3 separate regions of the Drosophila melanogaster genome follow, and regions 2 and 3 are each linked to region 1. The links are chromatin contacts, called in public Hi-C and targeted proximity ligation maps. All regions are on one chromosome and are shown on one strand. The core of a region is the stretch at or near the end of the contact, and the rest is flanking DNA. Distances in the headings are between cores, read along the strand shown. Region 1 holds the start of Gnf1 (Germ line transcription factor 1). Region 2 holds the start of tacc (transforming acidic coiled-coil protein). Region 3 holds the start of lncRNA:CR44923 (long non-coding RNA:CR44923).

Region 1 (4,133 bases), core at 221-2,720:
GGCCAACGATTTCTTTTATGCTCGTAGGCTTGTGCTTGTCCACCCAGGCCATCCCGACCACATCCAGAGTCTTCAGATCGGCAGTTCTTGGCGACGGAGGGTGTTCTTTCTGGGAGCTGGGCTCTTTTTTTACTTTCAAGGTAACAGCTGGTACATCATTAAGCTTATCCTTCGTCTCCTTCGGGGAAGTGTGTTCTTCCTTGACTTTATGTTTGGCGATATCATGCTTCTCGCCATATTTCAGTTTAGTGGCTTCCTTCTCCTTTTTATCACTGGACCTTCTAGAAGTCTTGACTTCCTTTTTCCCTTTCTCCTCGGAGCTGTGCTCCTTCTTCGGGCTTTTCTTCTCTTCCTTTACCTGCTTAGCGATTCCTGATTTCTCCCTGATTAGATCGAAGAGCCCGTCCTCGCTGAGAATGGGTATATTGAGTTCCTCAGCCACAGCTAATTTCTTTGGTCCAGCCTCTTCTCCTACGACCAGATACTTGAGTTTCTTTCCAACCACGGTCATCACCTTTCCGCCATACTCCTTGATCACGGACTCCGCCTCCTCTCGTTCCATGGACTCGAGGACTCCGGTTACGACAAAGGTTAAGCCACTCAGACAATCCGGGGATCCCTTTGGAATTTCTTTGCTGCCGGGGTTCAGGCACGAACTGCGGTTTTTGTACTTCTGGTAGAGCACGGCGGAAGCACGTTTACGCTCGTGGCGTTCCTCGTCTGTTAGGACACTGGATTCTAGATCTGCCGCAGGTTTCTCCTTCTTCACACGCGGAGTGGTGGCTTTGGATTTTGTTGACTTGGGTTTTGGCGGTTCCGGGCTGCTGTTCTTTGCTCTTTTAGGCGAGGGAGAGCTCCTGGTTATCGAGTGAACCTTTTTTTCGGGGGCAGCCTCTTTGATACTCTCGTCCAGATCAACTTCCATTAAACTCCGGTCAATGTCTTCGTTCTCGAACTCGAGAACAGCTTTGGTCTTCGGCTTGGGCACAATCACCCGTTTGGTTTCTCCACCGAAAAGCTCCGTAGGATCTACGTGCCGCTTAAGCTTGGAGAGCGCTGGTTTCTGCCCGTTCCTGGCCTTCTTCGCAATCGGTTCCGGTGTGGCGGCCACCACATCATCCTCGCTGGATGCTGTCTTCGAAGCCTTGCGTTTCTTGGTCTCCGGCGGACTGACCACCTCGTCCTCGTCGCTGGAAATTATCACGGCTTTCCTGCGTTTTGGCGCCTTCGACGGCGTCTCTCCATTTTCGGCCTCGGCACTTTTCGCCTTGGCCGGCAGCCGTTTGAAAAAGGAGTCAATGCCCTGGAACAAATGATTTTGTTAAATTGATGTTTTCACCTAGTGCCTGACTGTCTCTACACAACTTACGCGTTGCATTACGGCAGGAATTAATTATTATAAAATTAATGCTGCGAGCTTCAGAATACGGAACAGTGTTACCAGACACGAAATCCCCAGTGTAACCGCGTCGGTGACGATTGAAAAAAACTAGTATAAGTATTTTAAAGAATCAAAAGCACTGAACGTTATCGATAGCTCACTAAATGTGTGTCAAGATACAAAAGGTATAAAGTCGTCTGGGCAGCAAAAAAAAATTCGCAACGGTGAATTGCGAATGAAAAGGAAATAGAATTTATTGTTTTAAGCACGTACAGAAAAGAAAAAAGTCAATTTTATGAAAGAGGCACAAAAACTGGAAAGAAATTAAATGAACATAACACTTGTTGTGTTATTAAATATGATAAATAACCAATAAATCAATTTTGTCATTCTCTGTCACTGTAGCGAGGAATTGAAAAGTATTTTCCACTTTACATTCAGTTGGTTATCTAATCCAGTTGTAATCGATATTCCAACAAAAAAGTTCGGACGGCAACGGGCTGCACGTTGCAAATCTTAAAACTGATAAATCTATTGTTTATATATTTCTTTGTCTTTGATGACTTTGATTTCGTGAACCGTGTTATAATTTTATTTACATGAATGTTAATTTCACCAATTTTTTACTTCAAGTGCAGATCTACAGATCATATCGCATGCGATTTTCGATGTATTTAGCGAATACATCTTTAGCGGAGACATCCTTCACATATATGTATATTTGTTTTTAGCGAAGGCACCCTCCTGATATAAGGTTTTTGTCTTTGATAGAAATCAGAGGGGCTGTAAAATTTTCAAATGCTGAGCTCAATTTTTTGCCGAATACTTAATTACTATTTTATTTAGTTATTTTTATTTTATTATTTAGCTTCAACATATATTCTCTTTTAAATAGTTTGTTGTTCAATGTACAATTGTACACAGACCTGACACAATAGGGTGGCGAAAATAAAGGCGACTTCAGGAATAGAAGGAAGCGTTGAGATATAAAATAATTATTCATATTTCTGTCACGCTTCGAATACCATTATATACCTAAAATTAAGTTACCTTTCAACTGGCTACTCTTATAATCGTATTTTCAACATTATTGACTTATACCCATTACTCGAGGAGTAAAAGGGTATACCACATTTATACTATATATACTATAAACTAAATTTTTGAAGAATTTGATATTTTTTCATAATTTCATAAGTCATGTAAAGTTCTATCGATCTAAATTTGTATCCAAAGCCGCACAAAACTGCCACGCCCACTTTTGAAAACTTAAGATTTTTCTTCGTTTTATTATTTGCCTTGCCAATTTGAATTATTTCAATCAATTATGAAATTTGCGCGTCCGCATTCACTCTAGCTGAGTTACGGGTATCTGAAAGTCGGGGAACTCGACTATAGTATTCTCTGTTTTTTTTTTTTCTCAAAATGCGTTTAATTGGAAGACTGCAATAAAAGGTTTTTGATTTATTTTTTATTACAGTATGAATATGTTCTATATTTGTATAATTGAGCCGGTGCTTACGAAGTAGTCTAGAATGAGCATTTGATATTATTAGTATTACAAGTGGCTAATGCTTAATGCATTATGTACATATGTATTTTGGGCAGAGAAGCCGCTGCTGCTGCTGTTAACATTCGTATTATCCTGGCTTATAAGCCAAGATGATGGGCTTGGGCGTTTCGAACGCCATCACTATGCGAGTAGACTAAGATCCGGAGCAGGAAATGCCAGCCAGTTCGCGATTAGTCTATTAAAGCATATTTGGGCCGAGGCCAATGGGAACTTGGGTCATTTTGGCTAAAAGTTAAATGGTATAAACTAAGCATTATATTTTACACCTGCAGATATACTTTAGGTAACTGCCAACAGGACACTCACCTGTCGAGGGTCTAGTGTCGGTGTTTATATATAATAGCGATTCTGACACGTTTTGATTTGAGTTGCAACTACGCCTTATTCAAATGATAGTTAAAAAAGTTTATAGTTATAGGCAGAAGGACGCGTTTTCGACCATATAAAGTATATTCTTATCAGGATCAATAGACGAGTCGATCTGGCCATGTCCGTCTGTCGAACGTCGAGATCTCAGGAACTATAAAAGCTAGAAGAAGATTCCAGATACATAGAAGCAGCGCAAGATTGTTGGTTTATAAATATATTTTATTTTCACTCTTAATACATTTTTGTATATTTTAACAGAGTAGAATTTAATGCGAAATTGCGAAAATGCGAATAAATTTTTGTCAAAGGTTTCGAGGCCCTATATACATTACTGGATACTAACCTCTTAAAAATATCTCGAATTTCCATCTATATCTTTATGAGATATTTTCTTGGATCAATTCAGAAAGGCCTTAAAAAATAAAGTTTATACAGTTGAGCTTCTTGCTGCTGGTTACACTGCAAGAAAAAGCGTTCATGTTCGACGTCCGGTAACTAAATAAGTTAAAGTCCAGATATGGGGAGTTATAATAGCTTAATGAGTAACGCCTATCTCTGCCTTAAATACACACACCTTCAAAACATTTCATAGAGTTCATGGCCGATTTAAGATGATAATAAAACTAGGAGTACAAAAAAGCAGAAAGTCCCACGTTACCCATGAAATGCATGTTGAAAAAATGCAAAGCTTGTTAGTCCGTGTCAGCAAATTGCACTTTACAATAAATGTCAAAGCGGAGAATGCAACTAATGCCAACTTGCCTTTTCATTTAACATGTTATTTGACATATGCGCCATCAATCTTCCGCT
Region 2 (4,300 bases), core at 401-2,900, 160 kb after region 1:
ATACTAATTGATTAGAACAACAATAATATTAACCTACACATTGAATAATTTACATTCGTTACGTATTGTAATTATCAATTACCAAGCTAATTTAAAATAAAACAATTAGTAGTTTTCAGGCTCTACATAAATACACAAGGCATAAATTACAATACATAATATTTTTAAAGTTGCATCACCTAGTGAATACGCTTAGCAACTTGTTGAATGTTATCATATATTGGTTACTACATAAAAGGAAGTGTTATACATGGCAAAAGAGCAATATTTTTCTAATAAAGCATCATCATAAAAACGAATTGATTTATTTTTTATCGTTGTTTGTTTTTTGTTTAATTAACGAGGGATATCTGTTATATCGATAGAAATTGAAAAAAAATATATATTAAAACAAAAAGAAGTTTTAAATTTGTAGAAGTGTGGGCGGTTTGTGGGCGTCAGAAGGGGCGTTGCTTTTGTTGGTAAATCGGTACAAATTTACAAAACCAATAAGAAAATCAAAAACATTTCCTAAAAGTGTGGGCATAGCAATCTTTGGCAGTTTGTGGGCGTGGCAAGAAGTGTTCTGGCAAATCGATAGGACCGAAGTTTGGAACCTTCATGGCCAATCTCAACTTTCTAGCTCTTATACATGCGTACTAATGTACATACATAGTTCCTGAGATCTCGAAGTTCATACGGACATGGACGGACCGATCCTGGTTAAGAATAAATAAATACTTGTTCACTATTAGTTAAATTTCCAAATATATAACTTTTCGGAATCCCGAACGGTTGAGTCGTTGAGTTACGCGGTTGCATTACAATTCTCAGAAGGCAACAAAATAGGGTGACGGTGTTGCCAGCCCTAATAAAGAGAAACATAATCGTCGAGTAGAAGTGCTCTCGTTTATGGATTTAAGAGAATGAAGTGCCTAGTTTTATACTTTAATATTAAATATTTGGACTTTCTGCGCTAATAATACGGCAGACTCCGAAAATATGTACAATACGATGCATATAAATCGTTGTTATATAAGGTCACTTTCCGAAATATATTCCTATAAGTTATTCTTTATAAAAATAATATCAAACAACAACACATCTTAACTTTATTGTGATAAAAGATGATTTTACATTTCACTACATAAAAAAATTGAGCAGTCGTCACTACTTCAATACAACATATCCAATATCAATATTTTACTGCAGCGTGTCAAATGTTTGTTTAAAAAAGCGTATTAACTGTGTCAAATGTAAAATTTTTTTTGGCACAATAATGTACTTGAAAACTTTTATATGCGATCTACCTGTGTTATACTTTAAACTTTTGACTTGTACTCTTCAAGTATCGTGTGCTAGAAATATAAAATGCAGTATTATAATACTGTGTATATCTACATAAGTAGGTAGCAAACATTATATTCTCGGTGACAAAAGTGATTATGGTAATAATACCAAAGCTACTGTTCCCTTTTTAATTCCAATTCTTTATTTTGACCGACTTTCATTTACTTGAAAATTCGTTGAAAAAAAAAATAAAGAAAAACTTGGATTTTATTTAACCATTCATAGATCGAAATATTGTGTAAGTGCAATTAAATAATGTTATTAATAACATGCTAGGTAACATTTGCCCTCTGGTATTTTTTCCCTGCTGGCAATTTGGCCACACTGTCACTTATGCTTCTTCAAATTGTAGCGGCATTTTCGCCAAAGCAACGTTGGAAATTCGCGTCACCAATTTCATATTGCGATAAATAAGAGTTTTATCCGAAAACGTATAGCTTAACTGTGTCATCGGCCTGTAGAAGAGCGCTGCCTGCCGGGATACACATATGCCATGGAATTCGACGACGCAGAAAATGGCCTAGGAATGGGATTTGGTGGTCGCGGCGTTCTGCGGGAGATCAACAAAAACGATGGCGGCATTAAGGTAAGTTAATAGCTGGACTTGGAGGCGTGCTCCGTCCGCGATGTACCAATGCAGCCACTTTCGGCAGAGGCATAATTCAACTCACACGTCTACAGGTACATATGTGTGTGTTCGGTTATGTACTTTGTACATATGTGTGGGTATGCTGCGTCGCAGGCTGTTCTGCTATTTTCTTTATTCGCAATTGTTCATCGTAAATACATATGTACATATAAATTTCCATTATTCGCTGTTCCTATTAGCTCTGAGGCAGCTGTCGCGAACGAGAGTTCTCTAGTTGATCGGTGTCCGCCGGACATTGTCCATCCCAGGTGACCAGTTTCCCCGATCTGCCATAGCCATAGGAGAATGGGCAATAAGCCGGGCAAGACACGGAAACCGAGGGCCTTGTCCGGGAAAATTACCATAAAGGCGGACGACGGACGAGGGAATCGGGTATGCCAAGGGAAAATCAAAAGTTACTTATTCTTCCTTCTATATATTTGTCTCTTGAAATTTCCACTCTCCAGATGGTGCACTTTCCATTTAAAAATGCTAGTGTGTATCGCTATTATGCCAATAAATCAGTTGGCGGCTAACGGCTGCAAAATGTCAGTGCCTAATGCGGTTTACAGTCCAAAAAACGCCCATCTGAGGATTTAAGTTTGACTAAATGTCATTTAACTCCATCTTCCCTTTTGCCAACAAAAATGCTCATTATAAAGGATCTACAGATGGTTTCCACCCCTTTCCACATTTGCCTATTTTTAGATCAGTTTATAGTTGGCTCTTCCTCAATATTTGTTTTCTTTTATTTTCCTGAGTTCTATTGGATATTCGAATTGCAGCTTAAGGTTCAAATTCCACTTGTATTCTATTCTATTGTATTTATTGTGTTTTCTGAAATCAGTATACTCATTTGTGGCCACTATTTGGATTCCACTCAAGGCTTATATGCTTCAACAAACTACATTGGTTTTAAATTCACCCTGAGCCGGGAACCGTGTGATATCTTGTCACCTGTCGCGCGCTGCTTGGATAACGCTAGAGCCAACATCTAACTATTCCCCCCTCGTCAAGGCCCATCGTGTGGGATTCCGTTTCATTGCTTACATTTTCTCGCCAAACATGCAAAGTCAGCCGTTGGGCAATGTGGAGCTTGCAGATAGTGCGCCATGATGCGCAACAATGGCTGTGGGATTGCATGTCATCTGGGACCCACCAGGCCTCTACACTTGAAACAATGTGATGAGCCAAATCAACATATTTATTATTTTAGAGCACTCTACTTGCCTCTACTGGTATATCTTTAAGAGAAAGCATTTTGCAAATAAGACTGTTCTCCAAAAATCCTATGGAAAATGTGCAAAATAATTCTGTCATCAAAGCGTTGAATTTGCACCAAGTTCCTCCAGTTGATTTGCGAAGACAATATAAGCAGTCGGCGGTCGCCGTATTCTCGTATCCCATTTATTTATCCCCTTCTTTAAGTGTTTCGACTTATTTGCGGTGTCTTGCACTTTCACTGCTGCCTTTCAGTCTGAATTTCGTCTGAGGCCTGTATAGTTTTTCAGTTTTTCACTGCAGTTCAGTCAAAAAGGTTGTCAACTTGAGCCCGCTCTTTTGACATTATTATTTTATAAATGTTGCCCACGACCTCGACCGTTTCCAAAATGTATTTCATATATCTAAGAGAAGTGTGTTTAAATGGATCAAGTGTGTGTTGCCCTCTAGCTTCATAAAACCCAATATATTTTCTCGAAATAGAAAAGGGTAACTATTCCAACCATAGAAAGGATAAGATTTCATCTTCAGAATCACCAGCCAAGTCTATCTGGCCACTAAGACTTATATTATTTATATGCTAATAAAATCTTTGAAGGGTATATTTCTCGTAGCTCCAAAAGCTGAGTAATGGGTAGTCGAGAAAAACGACTGAGTTCTCTGTTGTTTTGATTTAATTTTCATTAGGAATATTTGTGCTTAAAAGTTCAGAGTATAACTTATCGGAACTATTTCAAGACTAAGGATGTGCTAAATAAATGTTTTAAGTTGGTATGAAATCCATAATGTGTAATATACAAAGGTGTCTCTAGCCGCCGTCTCACATGTGAAAACATATGGCAGTATTATAAATGGAAGAGAGGACCGTGCTGATAAGGGGAGAACGCCATGTGGGCTAAAACGATCCAAACATGAAGACATACGAAAACATCCGGATCGTTATGTGGATGCCATTCAAACTATTCGTTCTCTCACTCGGTCTGTCGATCCCCCGCACTCTCGCCGTGCTCTAAGTATTTGTGCATGTGTGACGCTGAGCAGAGCAAAGCAAATTGAAAACGAAAATATTTTTAAATTGATTTTAAAGGCAGACATGATCGGGAGGCAGTGAGAACCGCACGC
Region 3 (4,014 bases), core at 318-2,817, 190 kb after region 1:
AAATAAATTCGGTGAAGGAATTCTGATAAAATTAGCCTTACTACCTTCTTATTCGCCACAGCAAGCTGTTTTTGAATAAAAATAAAATAGCTTTAAAGCTGAAACACTTTAAAGTCTCATAAAACTTAAATATTTGATTTGTGTACCTCCAGTTTCGATGAGGCAAAGCTTTTTCAAATAAGTTTCTGTAGTTTTGAAAACTAATAACGCGACCAGCAAATTCCCCACTACTAATTTTTTCCTTTTATAGAATTCCCGGCCGGCATCCTGCAGGGGCACTTCTTCAACGCCCAACGTCCGAAGTACATGAACTTTGGCGCCATTGGCTACGTGATTGGTCACGAGATCACCCATGGTTTCGACGACCAGGGTCGCCAGTTCGACGTGAAGGGCAACCTGCGGGACTGGTGGCACCCGGACACCCAGAAGGCCTATCTGGCCAAGGCGAAGTGCATCATTGAGCAGTACGGCAACTACACCGAAAGGGCCACGGGATTGAACGTAAGTGACTGCTCCGTACAGCGAACAAGGTCTCAGTGTTTTTTTTTCCCGCAGTTGAATGGCATCAACACCCAGGGGGAGAATATCGCCGACAATGGTGGCGTCAAGGAGTCATACATCGCCTACCGCAGATGGGCTGAGAAGCACGGACCGGAAGCAAAGCTTCCGGGATTGGACTACACCCCGGAGCAGATGTTCTGGGTGGCAGCCGGACAGACTTGGTGTGCTAAGTACCGAAAAGGTAAGAACATGCAAAGCAATCGTATTACCTACTCAGGGAATTTAACGCAGGAAACCAACTATCTTGCGGGATTATTTTGATCGGCTCCATGATAATCTAATCTGAATTTATTCTTTCAGAATCTCTCAAGATGCGTATTACTACCGGCGTGCATTCTCCATCCGAGTTCCGAGTCCTCGGGTCGCTCAGCAACATGAAGGACTTCGCCAAGGACTTCCATTGTCCAGAGGGATCACCCATGAATCCGGTCCAAAAGTGCGAGGTTTGGTAGGAACTGCTCCGGCAGTGACTACAGGGTATTGTGTCCGCCGTGACACGATTTGTTAATCTCAAGTGGGAATACGCATACAATATATGTATATAAGTGCCCATTATGCAAAAATCGTATTTAATAAAAATGTGTCTATATGTAAGGATTTCGACAATATTTACCGCTTTTTGTAATATTTGTCATCAATTGGATTTGTCTAGAGTATTTCACAATTAAAATAGTTAGGTGTCATTAACATTCCATTGGTCATAAAGGTATCAGCAATTGTGGAAAGTATTTCGCTAGCGTTGCGACAATATCGACATAAAGTTTTACATTTTACATTTTATTTTTAAGGCCATCTTTCGAATTCCAAGCATTTGTGTAGAATTGGTGGTAAGTTTTTGCTTGATAAATAATAATTGAATATATATTTCAAAATATTTTGTATTTCCAATTTGAAAATAAATATTAAACAGTGTTTTAGCCACTTTTTCATTCCAGCGGAATGCACACAATGATAATGTTTGATAATATTGTTTTATTAAGTTTTCTGCAGCGGAACACACCTTTGGGCTGTAAATTATGTAATCACTCGGAGGTCCCACGCAGTCGCCGGACTTTCGATTTATGAGCTTGTGCTCTTTATTGAATCAGTGGTCAAAGCTAAACTGAAAAACTTATCTGACTGTACTAAAGCTAACAGCATATCTTACCATATAACGGTGTTTATGCTGAATCTGCTTGTAAAGATTCTATGGTGATCTAATTATCACCCAAGACCGACTTAAGTTTACTCATTAATTGTCTTAACTACTCCCCCCTTAGAAGTATGACCGTCCTCGGTCATCTGGAACTTGTCAACCGACTTGTCGTATCTCTCGTGCATCTCGTCTCCTCCTCCCACGCAGCCCCGTTAACCAGATGTCGGTAGTTCCAGCCGCTTTCACTTTGTAACGTGTTACGAAATAAATTGATGAAAGGCAACCTGTATTTGCGGGTACACGCTTTAGAATTCGACTCTAGCTCATGGCGTTGGGTGTGGTGGTCGTTATTGTACAAATACCTTTTAGCTACAGACATTTATGAATAAGATCAAGAATTGAGTGTGCTTACAACAACAAAATGGAGGAACTAGTATACAAAATCAGAGGACGCAAATTAATATATTCGAAAGGAGACAGTTCTAGAAGAAGAGGAAAAGCTTGAGAATTGGTTGCTAGCGAAACACCGCTGTAGTCGTGTTCACGGATTGCCCTACCCTACCTATGACCGCTTACCTTAAGAGCATGGCTCTAGTGGCCCCTTTGTGCCCTATGTCCTGAGAAACATCAGCCCAGTTTAGTATTTATATTTTTAGAAATTCATTTTTTTTTTCATTCATGGTGGTGACTAATAATTAATAAGTAATGACTCATAATTATTTATAACTAATAATAAGTACATAATAAATTAAATAGGTACAGAATAAATACAAGCTAAATAAATAGCTTATATAAATGTAAAAATAAAAAAATATTAAATACTAAATTAAATTTAATTTGAATAAAATTTAAAAAAGTAAAACAGCCTCCTCCTCCGGTACACATTAATATAACTTATTGTAAGACCTTATAATATATAAATTAAAAATATAACCTTATTTCTCGTAGTGCAGAATGGCAATTCGGTCATTTTTAATTTTTCCGATGTAGGGTTAGGTCAAACAGAGTTCATCAAGCATTTTATATATATTTTCGATTTTTATATGTTGACTTCATCATCGCTATTTTTTCCTGCGCGCTTAACCTTACTCGATTTTTTTTGGCAAAAACTTAGACCGCGCACCGTTTTGTGGCGAGGAAAACTCACTCTAATAGTATATTTCCGCAATACAAAAAAAAAGTACACGCCCTTAGGTTATAATTTTACAACAAAACGAACTTTTCATGACTTGACTCCACGACTATTGTATTAGAAAAGAAATAAACGGAAACTTAAGCCGGGGTCTAAGCCATCGGCGGTAATCTGGATCAGCTTAAAGTCACTCTAACCAAGTTATCCCAAAACTTTCCGGGTTGCATATCGTCTAGTACATTCCCTATGCATTTAATATGACCCTTAATTAGAATATCACATCTGAGCGCAAGCTTCCAAAAGCTCGCCTTTGGGGAGCTTTCATAGTGATCTACCATAAGGGCTTGTCGCCACCACTGATCACTGATTAAAAATCATTTCTTATCCGCGGAGTATGCAGCATTTCGCCCGCATATGAGGGGATTATTGTCACACCCAATTCCTGTTCTTGGGGTGCCTGTTGTACTTAGCTTTAGTGCGTGTCTTGCAGTTTAAAACTTCTTCGTTGGCGAGTTTGACGAAGTTTTTGCAATGTCAAAATTTGGTTGCTGGGAATTCCGTCACTAAGGCATGCTGGATGCTTGCTACTGTGGGGATTTACAACTTATTTAATCAGTCCGAAAAGAGAGTCTTTATTTTGAAATTGGATAATGGGTCGGTTTTTGGTGTCAAAAGCTGGCTTGAGTCTTCCAGGATTATTTGATTTCTGTAATAGTTCAATGATTTATCGGTAGTTTCGAACGTGTAGGTCGACGACAGTTTACTGTGCACAGTGCCCGGGTCAGAATGGGGTTTGTTTTCCAAGAAATTAATTTTCTGTCGGGCCAAAGCGTCGGCTACATTTTTTTTTCCAGGCTTATAGAACACTTTGGGGCTGTGTTCTTCCTTTCCATCGTTTCTTATTTTTGCATTTCTGTTCCTCTCGGGTACATCGAAGGTGAGAGGCTGATGGTCCGTAAAAATCCGGATCTCTATGGTGCCGTATAGGTAATAGCCCAGACGATTGCTACTCCCTTTCGTCTGTTGCGTTATTAACCACGCAGTCTTTTAATGCGCGAGATATGATAGAGATTGGTCGTCCCTTTTGGCCTTGGGACAGTACCGCAGCGATACCGCTTGCTGAAGCATCTGGATATGTTGGTATCGCATCTTCCGCTCTTCTTTAAAAAAACTTCTGTAATAATTG

Evidence for each region. Hi-C and Micro-C count contacts between places; a contact is called where the count stands out from the background.
Region 2: a targeted proximity ligation map of the Kc167 cell line shows a contact between it and region 1, with 5 times the contacts expected there. A contact is called at or near these places in 15 of 107 Hi-C or Micro-C datasets (the Clone 8 cell line, the Kc167 cell line, the ML-DmBG3-c2 cell line and 4 more) and 1 of 7 datasets of targeted methods (the Kc167 cell line).
Region 3: a Hi-C map of the Kc167 cell line shows a contact between it and region 1, with 2.0 times the contacts expected there. A contact is called at or near these places in 2 of 107 Hi-C or Micro-C datasets (the Kc167 cell line and embryo).

The regions. Positions count from the first base shown.
Region 1 is chr3R:4,903,959-4,908,091 of dm6, reverse strand. Gnf1 (Germ line transcription factor 1) reads right to left here and starts at 1,470. Exons shown (of 4, transcript NM_079505.3): 1 at 1,370-1,470; 2 at 1-1,303. The coding sequence starts at 1,378.
Region 2 is chr3R:4,746,406-4,750,705 of dm6, reverse strand. It overlaps tacc (transforming acidic coiled-coil protein), which reads left to right and starts at 1,650. Exons shown (of 10, transcript NM_169016.3): 1 at 1,650-1,915. The coding sequence starts at 1,823. atms (antimeros) reads right to left here and starts at 671. Exons shown (of 6, transcript NM_001275334.1): 1 at 652-671. It overlaps mir-9384 (mir-9384 stem loop), which reads left to right and starts at 1,983; the gene lies at 1,983-2,042. It overlaps CG44098, which reads left to right. Exons shown (of 5, transcript NM_169018.2): 5 at 1-297.
Region 3 is chr3R:4,716,952-4,720,965 of dm6, reverse strand. lncRNA:CR44923 (long non-coding RNA:CR44923) reads left to right here and starts at 1,567. Exons shown (of 1, transcript NR_125068.1): 1 at 1,567-2,377. It overlaps Nep2 (Neprilysin 2), which reads left to right. Exons shown (of 9, transcript NM_001275331.1): 7 at 251-501; 8 at 556-742; 9 at 862-1,508. The coding sequence ends at 1,013.